Linked DNA regions of Mus musculus: region 2 is linked to region 1. The links are chromatin contacts, called in public Hi-C maps. All regions are on one chromosome and are shown on one strand. Each heading gives the region's core, a stretch centred on a gene start, on an enhancer-like site or on the middle of the called end of the contact. The rest is flanking DNA. Distances are from core to core; before and after follow the strand shown.

Region 1 (6,131 bases), core at 1,864-4,363:
CAGCACAATTCCCTTTGCATGAGAGGCACCCCAAACGGATTGGCCTTCAGGGCTGTGCCCAAGTGGGCTTTCTTGTATTGTTTATCATGCCACTTCTGGTCCCGTCGGTGACTGCGAGCTTCCAGGCAGTTCAGAGACCAAGACACTTGCCCATTTTGCCGGCGCCATAGGCCCAAGAGAAAAGCCATATTTTTTGAGACAGGCTGTGACCTGTAGCCCTGGCAATTGTCTGCCTCACCTTCTGTTTTTGTTTGGAGTAACTTAGAGATTAGCCAGAACCATGAATAAATTTTAATAAGAGGAGGCTTTTTATTTCTGGCATCTGGACTGACTGGGATTGGGTCTGAACCTGAGGCTTATAAAGGCAAACTCCATAAATTACATGTATTCAGAGTATGTGTACACAGAGTATAAATCTAACATATGTGCCTTGCAGTTGACCTAGCCTTCCTTTGAGCAGAGGAAGCAAGTATGATTACAAAAGCAGAAACAGCAGGTAGCCTTATGACCTACTATGTGTTATTGTTGTTGTTTGTTTGTTTCTGAGGCAGATTTTTCTGTGTAGCCCTGCCTGCCCTACAACTCACTCTGTAGACCAGGCTGACCTTGAACTCACAGAGATCTGCCTGCCCTGGCCTCCTGAGTGCTGGGATTAAAGGTGTGTGCCACAACACCTGGCTAAGACCAACTATCTTGCTAAAATGGCACATTTTACAAGAGAAGACAATTTAAGAATGCTCTTTCCTGGGCAGTGCTGGCGCACGTCTTTAATCCCAGCACTCTGGAGGCAGAGGCTGGTGGATCACTGACTTGGAGGCCAGCCTAGTCTATAGTGTGAGTTCCAGGCCAGCCAGGGCTACACTGAAACCCTGTCTTGAAAAACAAACACACAAAAACCAAGCCAACCAACCAAACAGAAAGAATAGTGTTCAATGTCTGGGAAAACGAAGGGGAATGGTTGCTGGGATAGAGCCTGGACAAGCTGGAGGCTCACACAGTGTTTGCTTTTCAGTCTTTTCAACTTAGCTAAGCCTATACTTTAATGTTAACCTTCTCTCCTCCATGGGGCTAGGATTACTGGAGCTTGCCGTCACATCACGGAGGCTGGCTTTGTTTTTGATTTGCAATAGACCAAGATGTAAACAGAGCAAGTGTCACGCTTTGGAATGGAAGCACGCCCAGCGCTGTAGTGCCCAGCCTCCTCTGCCAGCTGCAAAGGTTGCTGATGCAACCACCAGTACCTTCTGTTCCCTCTCGGCCTCAGGTTCCTCATTCTTCAGCATGACACCTTGTTTGTTTTTATTTTACAGGCTCGCTTGGAGAGTAAACCCCCCTCCCCCAACCTGCTGCTTGCCACATCCAACTGGTGTTTATAATAAGCCATAACCTTTGCTCTGGCATAGTCCCCGGAGGGACAACATGGGACGCTTCTTAGAAGGAGTGGTTTTGAAGCTGGGGAGAAGGGTGTGAGGTCCCCACAGATTGGGAACTGTGTTCTTCAGGGCACACTCCCGCTCCCTCCCGTCCCCAATCCAGTGAGGTGATGGACCAAATGGAGGTGAGACAGAAGCCAGGGCTAGAATGTGAGAAATGTGACCTGGGCAGTCAGAGAGGCCAGGAGGTCAGGGAATAGCTTACAGTGAATGAGCAATGCGGAACTCGCCAGCATTTTGTTTACAGCATCTACACACACACACACACACACACACACACACACACCCCTCTCACAGTTGTTCAGTGAAGGCTGATTGACAGCCCATGAATGATAGACCAGAAGGGTTCATCTTGGAGCAGACAGTCTAGGGTCTCAGCCACATGCCCACAAAGAGCTTACCCTCCCCCGTGGGCATTAACACACGGGGACAAGAGGCAGCGTGTGCTCAGCTACACTTTTACACGATGTTAATATTATCAGGTAATTTAAGTCTTTTTTGTTTTGTTTTGTTTTGTTTTTTACATGAAATCTTGCCGCATAGCTCAGGTTGTCCTGAAAAGTCCCCACCCTCCTGACTCATCTCCCTAAGGTCTAGGATTACAGGCCACCAAGTGGAGCCTTTGCTTAATGCTATTGTTAATCAATCAACGAATGCATTAGGTAATATCTGTTTGCTTGTTGGGATAATTTACTGAGCGGACTGCTAGGAGGCACAGGGTCTCACGTAGCCCAGGCTGGCCGTAAAGTCACTAAGTAGCCAAGAGTGACCTTGTAATTCTGATCCTCCTGCCTTGATCCCCTAGCCCCAAGTTGGGATGAGAGACCGCCACGCAAACGGTTAATTTTAATAATAAAAAATAGGCGATATTGTTATATAGGGTCATTAAGGGCAGAGCTGCGGAGGATACCCCAGACTACTCTTTTCCTGAGAGGGAAGTTTCTAGACGCCTTGTGCTGCGCGGGGCAATGTGAGCTGGAGAGCAGGTTTGGGGACACCAGGAACTCCCACCTCACTGAGCACCAGACCTTTCCTTTTGCAACCAAGGTAATCTTGGCAAGTTAGTTTAGATGTAGTGTTGCTAGGCGACGGTAGCTTTGGTTTATGGTTTCCCTTGCCAGATTTTGTTCATGGCGAGGCCACCACCTGTGCAAAGGCCCTGGCAGCGAGCTTGCTGCTAAGGAGCCTCGTTAGCGCAGTAGGTAGCGCGTCAGTCTCATAATCTGAAGGTCGTGAGTTCGATCCTCACACGGGGCATCCTGCATTGTTTTCTTGCTTAAGGTAAAACCCCTTCGTTCTACCCTGTAAACGGGGTCAGAGGTGGGACTTGTGGGAGGGGTGTGGTCATGCTAGGAGCGGGGCTTTCCGGAGCTGAACCCGGCGACCCTCTTTTAGTGAGCAGCTGGGCGTCCTAAGTTTCTAGCCAAACGTTTTGGGGGCGGAGCCTGGAAATAGGGTGTGGCTCCATACAAGGGCGTGGACCTAACACGTAGGGCGGGGCCTACTGCTCAAGGGGCGGGGCGAAGCGTCTGGGTGGGGCTTGGAAGGGTGGGAGCGTCTAGGGGCGGGGCGAGTCTTCATGGGGGCGTGTGAGGGGTTGGGGTCGGAGGGCGTGGTCACGCTTGGGGTGGAGCTTGAGGAGCCTGCAAGCGGGACTACGGCTGCCTGGCCGCCTGCGCAGAGCGCTGTGCGTGCGCGTCCGCGTGCGCGCCTCCGCGGTGGTGACGGGCATGGCGGTGTGTGCTCGGCTCTGCGGCGTGGGCCCCGCGCGTGGGTGCCGCCGCCGCCAGCAGCGCCGCGGCCCGGCCGAGACTGCGGCGGCGGACAGTGAGGCGGACACGGACCCCGAGGAGGAGCGCATCGAGGCGGGGCCGGCGCGTTGCTCTCTGCTGGAGCTCCCGCCTGAGCTGCTCGTGGAGATCTTCGCGTCGCTGCCCGGCACCGACCTGCCCAGCCTGGCTCAGGTCTGCAGCAGGTTCCGCCGAATCTTGCACACGGACACCATCTGGAGACGGCGCTGCCGCGAGGGTGAGCGGGTGCATCCCCTAGTACGGACACTTGGCCGAGGCAGGAGCATGGTGTGGAGTTCCAAACCAGGCCTGCTGCAGAGTGAGAAAACCAGACAGCTAGCAGGCCAGGGCTGCAGAGTGAGATCCTGTTTTTAAAAATGTCAGACCCCGTCCCCCTAAACCAAACCTACAGCCCACCCTCCCGGTGCAGGAATAATGAGGACGCAAAGCGGCCACAGTCCCATTTGAAGGCCTTACGTCCGTGTACATACATCACGGTACTCAGCCTGAATGGCTTGTTGGTGTGTGTGTGTGTGTGTGTGTGTGTGTCCTGGAGGCTTGCTGTTCCGTGAAGGGAACATCAGGGATTCCACTGCCTGCATGTCACACAGGCTAGTGCTCTGACTGTGTGTGGGCTTCAGCCTTTTCTGTCTTCTGGCCACAGCACGCCGGAGACTGCTTTGTGCATTTTGTAGAAATGCAGGGGATTTACATCTATCTTGTGAAAACCTCTGGGGTGGTTCATCTTCGTGAGCCTGCACTTCTCCAAGTGGGATTGTGGGATGGCAGGCTGTGTGAGGAAGCGGTTTCCCCAGGTCCTCCCTGCTGCAGGGTTCTTGTGTAATTTCACGGTTGACATCAGGGTTCTGGCTTGTCTCCCCTTACCTTCGCACTGTGGGAAGTTGGGGTAATCTTACCCCACGTCTGAGTGGGATTGTGACTTGGGTAGGGGCTTTTATAATAAGTATGCAAAGCCTTCAGTCCTGAACATGACTGGTATGTCTGTTGGCCCAATGTAACGTCCTGTTTGTCTTTTGTCTTGTTTTCTTGTATAAGATCCTCAGTAGTAACCTTTAGTCGCACAGGATGGGTGATGTTTGTTTTCAGCTTCTGTCTGAGCACTGTTCTTTCTTTTTTACAAATTACTCTGTTACTCTGTTTATTGTTATTGTGTGTGTGTGTGAGAGAGAGAGAGAGAGAGAGAGAGAGAGAGAGAGGGGCATGCATGTCTTTGGAGGTTAGAGGACATCTGTTTCTTCTCTGGCAGTGGTCCTCAACCTTCCTATTGCCACAACCCTTTAATACACCTCATGCTGTGGTGACCCCCAGCCATACAGTTATTTTGTCGCTACTTCATAACTGTAATTTTGCTGCTGTTAAGAACTGTAATGTAAACGTCTGTGTTTGCCAGTGGTCTTAGGTGAACCGCTAATGGGTCCTCAGGTTCTCACCGCACAGGTTGAGGACCTCTCCTCTCTGGGTTCAGGGCATGGAGCTCAGGTTGTTGGTCTGTGCAGCAAGGCTTTCTTTGACTGGTGTTCACCTGATGGTTAGCGTGTGCACCTTTGACACCCGGGCACACTCCAGAGTGCTCTCCATTGGTCTGCTGGGCCTGTGCTGATTTTGGGGGAACTCTAGGGGGCCTGGGTAGGTCATTGCTAAGACCAGGATCACAGACTTCTGTGAAACTAGAGATTTCAGAGGGGTGCTCTGGCCATGCTAGCTCAACTGGAGCTTGGGACATACTCCCAAGAGAGTTATGAGCAGAAATGTATGGAGTCCCATTGCCAGTGTGGAAAGTGGTGGGGGCAGCCTGGGAGAGCCTCTTCTAGCCCCCCTCTTCCCCTGCTTCAGCTCTCGATAGAGAGCAAGTCGTCTCACCTACACCAGAATTCCAACTTTGAGAAAGTAAAGGCCTGGGAACCAAAAGGCCGCAAAGTATTGGTGTTGCAGGTGTAAGCCACCACACTTAGCGTTAAAAAAGATTATTATTATTATTTGTATGTGTGCGCACGTGTGTGTGTGTGTGTGTGTGTGTGTGTGTGTGTGAGAGAGAGAGATTGCAGGTACCTACTGGCTCCAGTAGAGAGGCATACGACGACTCCCCCTAGAACTAGAGTTGCAAATGGTTGTGAACCACCCACCTCTGTGTGGATGCTGGGAACCAAACTCGGTCCCCCACGAGAGCGGTTTGTGCTCTGAACTTCTGAGCAGTCTCTTCCGCCCTTACCCCGCATTTCCCCCTTTGGTCTGTGGGTTTTATTCAGATCATCTGGAAGGGATTTCTGTTTTGTGTTTCTTTTGTTCTCACTTGGTTTTGAACTCTTGTGGTAGTTACTGGCCTTGGATGTTTGTGCGCAGGTGGTGTCTGGCATGCTAAAGTGCTGAGCGTGGTCAATGATGACAGGGTACCTGGCAGCCCTTTGTGAGACAAGATCTCCAAATGTAGAGGAGGCTGGCTTTGTACTCTTCATTCTGTTTTTAACACACACACACACCCTGGGTCACAGCCATGTCAGGCCACCTGGCTATTCAGGAAGGTGTACTCTAATCCATGGAGGTCCGGGACAGGTTGGCTGGCGGGCCTGGGATTTGTGGGTCCCTTTGAGGCAGTCTCTTTGTGCTTAACTTCCTGGGGAGTTGGGGAAATGCTGTGTGTGACACAGTCTTGCTCTTCTTTCTCTGAGGCCCTGAGCATCTTCTTGGATTCCAAAATCAAGTAGATTTATATAAAAAAAACCCAGCACACAGCCTTTCCCCATGAGCGGGCCTGGATCCTCTCAGCCTCTGTGGTTTCCTGGCAGAGCTGTGATGTTGGGTAGGCTCTGTTTGTGGTGTGTCCCAGGGGAATAGGTGAGGCTGGTGTAAGCGTTTATGGATTTATTGCTGGGATTTATTCTTGCTGAGA
Region 2 (6,131 bases), core at 2,082-4,581, 5.0 Mb before region 1:
CCTCAGTTATCCACCCTTGCCTTCCATCTTGTTTGAGATGGGGTCTTTTGTCCTTTCTTGTTTAGTACCTCAGGTAGCTGGTCCTTGCGCGTCTGGGGAGTTCTATCTCTGAACACTGAAATTATGGCCACACAGTAGTTGGCTTACATGGATTCTGGTGATTCTAGTTCAACCCCTCAGGCTTGTGGAGCAAGTGCTTAGCCACTGTGCCTGTTCCCCTCGTCCTCAGGATGACTGTCACTTAAGGCTGCCCCGTACGGAGGGGGAGCCATTAATCCATGGAGTTCACAAATTTAGGATGCCATGGTATAAAGCATCCATAATTCCGCTGGGGTCCTGAAGGCAGAACTCCACATGGGTGATCTTGTAGCACCCTATCCTATAGTCTGTGGGCACAGGGCTTCCTGCATGCCTGGGGCTCACCTCCGCTGCAGTGAGGCCTGGGGAGGAGAGTCACAGATCTGATGTTCATGTCCAATGTTGTGGTTATAGACTGAGATCTGTTTTGGCCCACAGACTTAAGCATTAGAATCCCTTCCCATCCCCCTACACAGATTTGTATTTAAAAGGAGAGATCTTTGGAATTAAAGTCAGGAAAACTGTTGCTCGTCTAGTCTCCACAGACCCCCTCCCTGTAGAGTATTTCCTTCAGTTCTTAAGACAAATCACAAGTTTCCCGTGTCCTGAATAAGCGCCAGCCTCAACCCACAGCATCTGCCTGCCTGTCCACTAAGGAATGCACACACAGATGCTGCAGCCAATCCTGTAACCTTGACTCTTGGACAGCCAAGCTCATCCTCACTCTCTTCTGGGAGGACCCGGAGCCTTAAGCAAGAGGGCAGTCTACGTGACTAAAACATACCAACTTCCTCTTTCATAAGTCGTCACATGGTGAGCTACAATTACAATTCCTGCCTTGTCTGTGCGAATTGCAGACGCATTGCCTCACCCTAGAAACCCCGCTCCTGTGTGTGGAGGAGGCAGGCTGTAACTCCAGCAGCAGCCGCTTTGGACAGGATCCAGCTCCAGTCTGCAGCGGGAGGGAGGGTAGTGGGTGGAAGACAGAAACAAAGCTATGTTTACTTAGCATACATCGATTAAAAAAAAAAAAAAAAAAAAAAAAAACCGGCTCCGGAGTTACATGAAAGGCCAGGCATCATGAAAGGCTGTTGATACAGTATAAGGGTTTGCTGCCCTGGATCCAGGACCTACCTTAACCCCCTGGAGCCGGGTTGCTTTTTATGAAGGACAGCCCAGATCTAAAATAGCCTTTCCATTTTCCAGCAGGCAGGCATCTGGAGGGGGTGGAGGGAGGCTCCCCCCCCCCGCCCCCCCTGCGCACAGCTCTAACAGCTCAGTTTCAACATGAAGCCAGTGTGAAATACAAAGGAAATGCCGGTCTTTTGGAGAAGCTCCACTTCGCATTTCTCAAGGCAGACATTGTATGTACCTCGGCAATTCTATTTTGGGTTGTAGTGGCGGCTTTCCCTGGAGAGGGCATTGTGGGCTGCTGGCAGGTGGACCGAGTACAATCAGGCCAGGCTTTCAAGGGAGGTTCTGCTTTGTTTTAATGTTTCTGTGTCTGCCTAGTGGGCCATCTCTCAGGGCACTGAGATGACTCTGCAGTCAGGGCAGCTTCATCTCCTCCACTCAGGTTCTGCACGGTCAAAATCACGTGCTCAGATGAGTGACACAGGGTCTTGGAAGAGAGTGACCAGACTGACAGGTCCTGGAGCAGGTGCCCAAACCAGCTGGCACCAGCTGCTTCTGGGAATGGATCCGGGTAGGCCCCATTCCAGGCTTGGAGAGGGTGAGGCAGGCTTGTGACTGGAAGGGGAGCTGGGGAGGCCCTTGACACAGATGTACCTTCTCTGGAAAGCCCCGAGAGAGACGTTCAAGGTTAGCCTGTGGACGCCCTTGGCATCTGGCGCTAAGCTTTCTGTGCCACCTCCAACAGGTTTATTCTTGTGCTCTAAACAGCTCTCTGGGCTGCTTCTCTGTGGGGCGTGTTTCCTCTTGTGGCTATTCTTTGAAGCAACCTGGCATTTTTCAATAGCAGCCACCGGAGAAAAAAAGGTCAGCAGATTTTTCCCCCCTCCCTTTCCACCTTCCAATCCAGTTGTAGGAAAGCTAATGTACTTAGTACCCTGCTCTTCCCACACTTAACCAGCCCATTCCAATCTTGGGGAGAGAGGTGGACCTGCGTTGTTCACCACAAAAGCAAAAGCGGCTCTTACTCAGAGTAGTAGGTCTCAAATCAGAGCCTGACTGACCGACCACTGACAGCACACACCAGTCCCTGCTCCCTACCAAAGTGTACAATTCGGTGTTCCGTCCACTCTGGGCAGCCCTCACTGCCCAGCGTGGAAGGGAACAACGAAGCGATGCTGCCAGGCGCGTCTGTGCCCACTGGGCTAAGCCGGATGGTACAACAGACAGCCAAGTCCACCCGCCAGCGCACGCCCTAGGCGCAAAGGGGACAGCGCGCGCCCAGAGTTGGCCACTCGAAGTTCGGCCCCGCGGAGGCGGTGGGGCAGGGCCTACTAGCCAGAGACCGGGGGCGGGTCCTGAGCCGTGACGCGGTGCGCTGCAGAGCCCAGATCCCTGGAATGTGCACTAGCTCGGCGCGGCCCCAGGGCCCGCGGCGCTGGGCACGTCTTATGTGGAGTTTGCGCAGTGGCAGCGTCCCTTGCCCACGTCACGCGCTCGCTGCACAGACCTACATAAGACGCTGGGCGGCGGCGCCTGAGGAGCCTCGGGCCTGTGCGTCCTCCTTTCAGTGCACGCGCAAAAGAGGCCGGGCCTGCCTGAGCACTAAGTTTTTGTAAAACTTAAAGGGGCAGCGGCAGTGTGTAGTTGCTTCCTCGACCAAAACAGGGCAGAGTGTTGATAGCGTGCGCGCGCCCAGCTGAAGCCAAGTGAGACGCTAACAAGGAAAAGTCCAAAGTGCGCCTCGCTATGCTCCAAATTCCATGCTCAGGAGGCTGCCAGTAACCAAGTGATAAAGTGGCATTGCATGTAAAATAAAACAGTTTGCACGATTTAATCGAAAGAACAGGGCCATGGGTTGGAGCATCCTGGCTGGGTAGGCGGGGTGACACGGGACTCTTGGGGACGCGAGCTGCACACCTGCGGCGCTAGGGCCGCGTGAACTGGTCTGCGCCTCAGTCCCGGCGCGCACGCGATCGAGAAACGGAAGAATCCAGGGTGGCGCGCGAGAGAGCGCAGAGGGAGGGAGGGAGGGAAGGAGGGCGGGCGCACGGGGCCGCGCGCGCCAGGGAGGGAGGGGGCCGCGCAGGCGCCGTGCAGAGCTGTCGAAGAATCAAGTCTGTAGAAGTGGAGCGGCCGCGGCGGTAGCAGCAGCAACAGCGGCGGCGCAGGAGCTGAGGCGCAGTGGGTGCTGTGCAGCGGCCGCGCCGGGGCCCGGGACCGAGCTGCACGCCGCCGCGCGCGGCATGCCCCGCCGCTCGGGCTGAGCTGCCCCGGCGGCTGCCCCGCGTCCCCCGTACCTCGCGCGGCTCTGCGCCCCGGGCGCCAGCGCGACCTGCTGCGCTCGCGGCCCGTCTTTGCCCCGGTCTGGAGGCCCCAGCCCGCGGCCCCGGCCGAGCCGCCGCCCCCGCGCGCGCCGCGCCGCCCCGCCGCCCGTGGGGACCTGCAGGCGCGCCCCGCCGCGCGCCCGCCGCCCCTCGTGCCCCGGGGGCGCCGCGCGGGCGCCGCGCCGGCCCGGGCTCTGCCGCCGCCGCCTCCTCGCCTGCGGCCGCCGCCGCCGCTAGTCGCGCAGACGCGGGCTTGGGCCGGCCGGCGCGCGCGCGCGGGATCCACGGGGGGCGGCGGCGTCCCCTCACCCGGCTCCTCCTGCGGCGCGGCGGGCTGTGCGGACATGGCCGCGGCGGTGGCGGTGGCGGCCGCCTCTCGGCGCCAGTCGTGCTATCTGTGTGACCTGCCCCGCATGCCCTGGGCCATGATCTGGGACTTCACGGAGCCCGTGTGCCGCGGCTGCGTCAACTACGAGGGAGCCGACCGCGTGGAGTTCGTCATCGAGACGGCCCGCCAGCTGAAGCGTGCTCACGGCTGCTTCCCGGAGGGCCGCTCCCCGACCGGTGCACAGCCCGCAGCCGCCAAGCCACCGCCACTGTCGGCCAAGGACCTACTGCTGCAGCCGCCGCCGCAGCTGGGCCACGCGGGCGCCGAGGCCGCGCGCGCTCAGGCTATGGAGCGCTACCCGCTGGCGCCGGATCGTGCCCCGCGCCTGGCCTCCGACTTCAGCACGCGTGCGGGTGCAGGCCTCCCACAGTCGGCCGCGCAGCAGTCCGCGCCGGCGAACGGCATCCTGGTGCCCAACGGGTTCTCCAAACTGGAGGAGCCGCCGGAGCTGAATCGCCAGAGCCCGAACCCTCGGCGTGCACACGCCGTTCCGCCCACTCTGGTGCCTCTGGTCAACGGTTCTGCCGCGCTGGGGTTGAGCGGCCGTGCTGCGGCCACACTGGCCGCGGTGAGCGGAACACCGGGCCTGGGAGCTCAGCCCGCCGAGTTGGGCACCCACAAACGCCCGGCGTCTGTGTCGAGCGCGGCGGCGGAGCACGAGGCGCGCGAGCCGAGCAAGGAGAAGGCGCAGCCCGCGCACCGGAGTCCGGCCGACAGCTTATCCAGCGCGGCCGGGGCCAGCGAGCTGAGCGCCGAGGGTGCAGGCAAAGGCCGCGCGCCCGGGGAGCAGGACTGGGCCAGCAGGCCTAAGACGGTGCGGGACACGCTCCTGGCGCTGCACCAGCACGGCCACTCGGGGCCCTTCGAGAGCAAGTTCAAGAAGGAGCCGGCTCTGACTGCAGCAGGCAGGTTGTTGGGTTTCGAGGCCAACGGGGCCAACGGGTCTAAAGCAGGTAGGGGCGACTGCGGGGCGAGGGGAGAAGGGATGGAGGGCGTGGGGTTAGAGGCAGCGTTTGAGCGCCCGCCCACCCGTGTGTGTGTGTGTGTGTGTGTGTGTGTGCGCGCGCGCGCGTGCGTGTGTGCGCGTGGGTGGGTGGGTGGGTGGGTGGGTGGTAGGGATCCATTCTTCCATGCACAGTTTTGCCTTAATCCAGAAACAACAAACAGCCAACTTCCTGGTCGGCCCGGGGCTGAACCAGAGCTTAGTGGCAACGTGGTCCCTCTGCTGAACCAGCACAACAGGGATGAGTCAGAACGGGTTGATAGGCAGCGACACGGGGTTTTCCTTTCCCAGCACATTCTTGGATGGAAGCGTGAGGGCAGCAGTCACCCTTTAACCTGTCTGCTAAATGCAGTCACATGAGCTGGTCTGGGGTTGGAGCCTTTCAGGCAGGATCCCATGACTTGGCTTACCTTGGAGGTGGTGTGCAGGCTCAGAGCCCTTTATTAGGGGAAATGTTTGAAGCTGCGTGCAGAACTATGTGTGTTTTTGAAGATGAGAGCTGTCTCTTTGGGGGTACGTTAAAGTTAATCTTCCTTTTCTTCCATACCTGTCTCTTTCCAGTTGCAAGGACAGCAAGGAAAAGGAAGCCTTCCCCAGAACCGGAAGGGGAAGTCGGGCCCCCTAAGATCAATGGTGAGACACAGCCTTGGCTGTCCACTTCCACAGAAGGGCTCAAGATCCCCATCACCCCTACATCCTCTTTTGTGTCTCCACCACCCCCTACTGCCTCTCCTCATTCCAACCGGACCACACCGCCTGAAGCGGCCCAGAATGGCCAGTCCCCAATGGCAGCCCTGATTTTAGTAGCAGACAATGCCGGGGGCAGTCACGCCTCAAAAGATGCCACCCAGGTTCACTCCACCACCAGGAGGAACAGCAGCAGCCCGCCCTCTCCCTCCTCTATGAACCAAAGAAGGCTTGGCCCCAGAGAGGTGGGGGGCCAGGCCACCGGCAGCACCGGAGGACTGGAGCCGGTGCACCCTGCCAGCCTCCCAGACTCCTCTCTGGCAGCCAGCGCCCCCCTGTGCTGCACCCTCTGCCACGAGCGGCTGGAGGATACTCACTTTGTGCAGTGCCCGTCTGTCCCTTCGCACAAGTTCTGTTTCCCTTGCTCCAGACAAAGCATTAAACAGCAGGGCGCTAGCGGAGAGGTCTATTGCCCAAGTGGAGAGAAGTGTCCTCTGGTGGGCTCCAATGTCCCCTG

Evidence for each region. Hi-C and Micro-C count contacts between places; a contact is called where the count stands out from the background.
Region 2: a Hi-C map of B cells shows a contact between it and region 1, with 5 read pairs. The contact joins the promoter of Irf2bp2 here to the promoter of Fbxo31 in region 1.

What each region holds. Positions count from the first base shown.
Region 1 is chr8:121,575,788-121,581,918 of GRCm38.p6, reverse strand. It overlaps Fbxo31 (F-box protein 31), which reads left to right and starts at 3,113. Exons shown (of 9, transcript NM_133765.4): 1 at 3,113-3,461. The coding sequence starts at 3,164. It overlaps n-TMcat17 (a tRNA gene), which reads left to right and starts at 2,618; the gene lies at 2,618-2,690. It also overlaps the pseudogene Gm17786.
Region 2 is chr8:126,591,186-126,597,316 of GRCm38.p6, reverse strand. It overlaps Irf2bp2 (interferon regulatory factor 2 binding protein 2), which reads left to right and starts at 3,331. Exons shown (of 2, transcript NM_001164598.2): 1 at 3,331-4,877; 2 at 5,489-6,131. The coding sequence starts at 3,881. Gm31546 (a long non-coding RNA gene) reads left to right here and starts at 1,149. Exons shown (of 2, transcript XR_388210.1): 1 at 1,149-1,442; 2 at 1,655-3,052.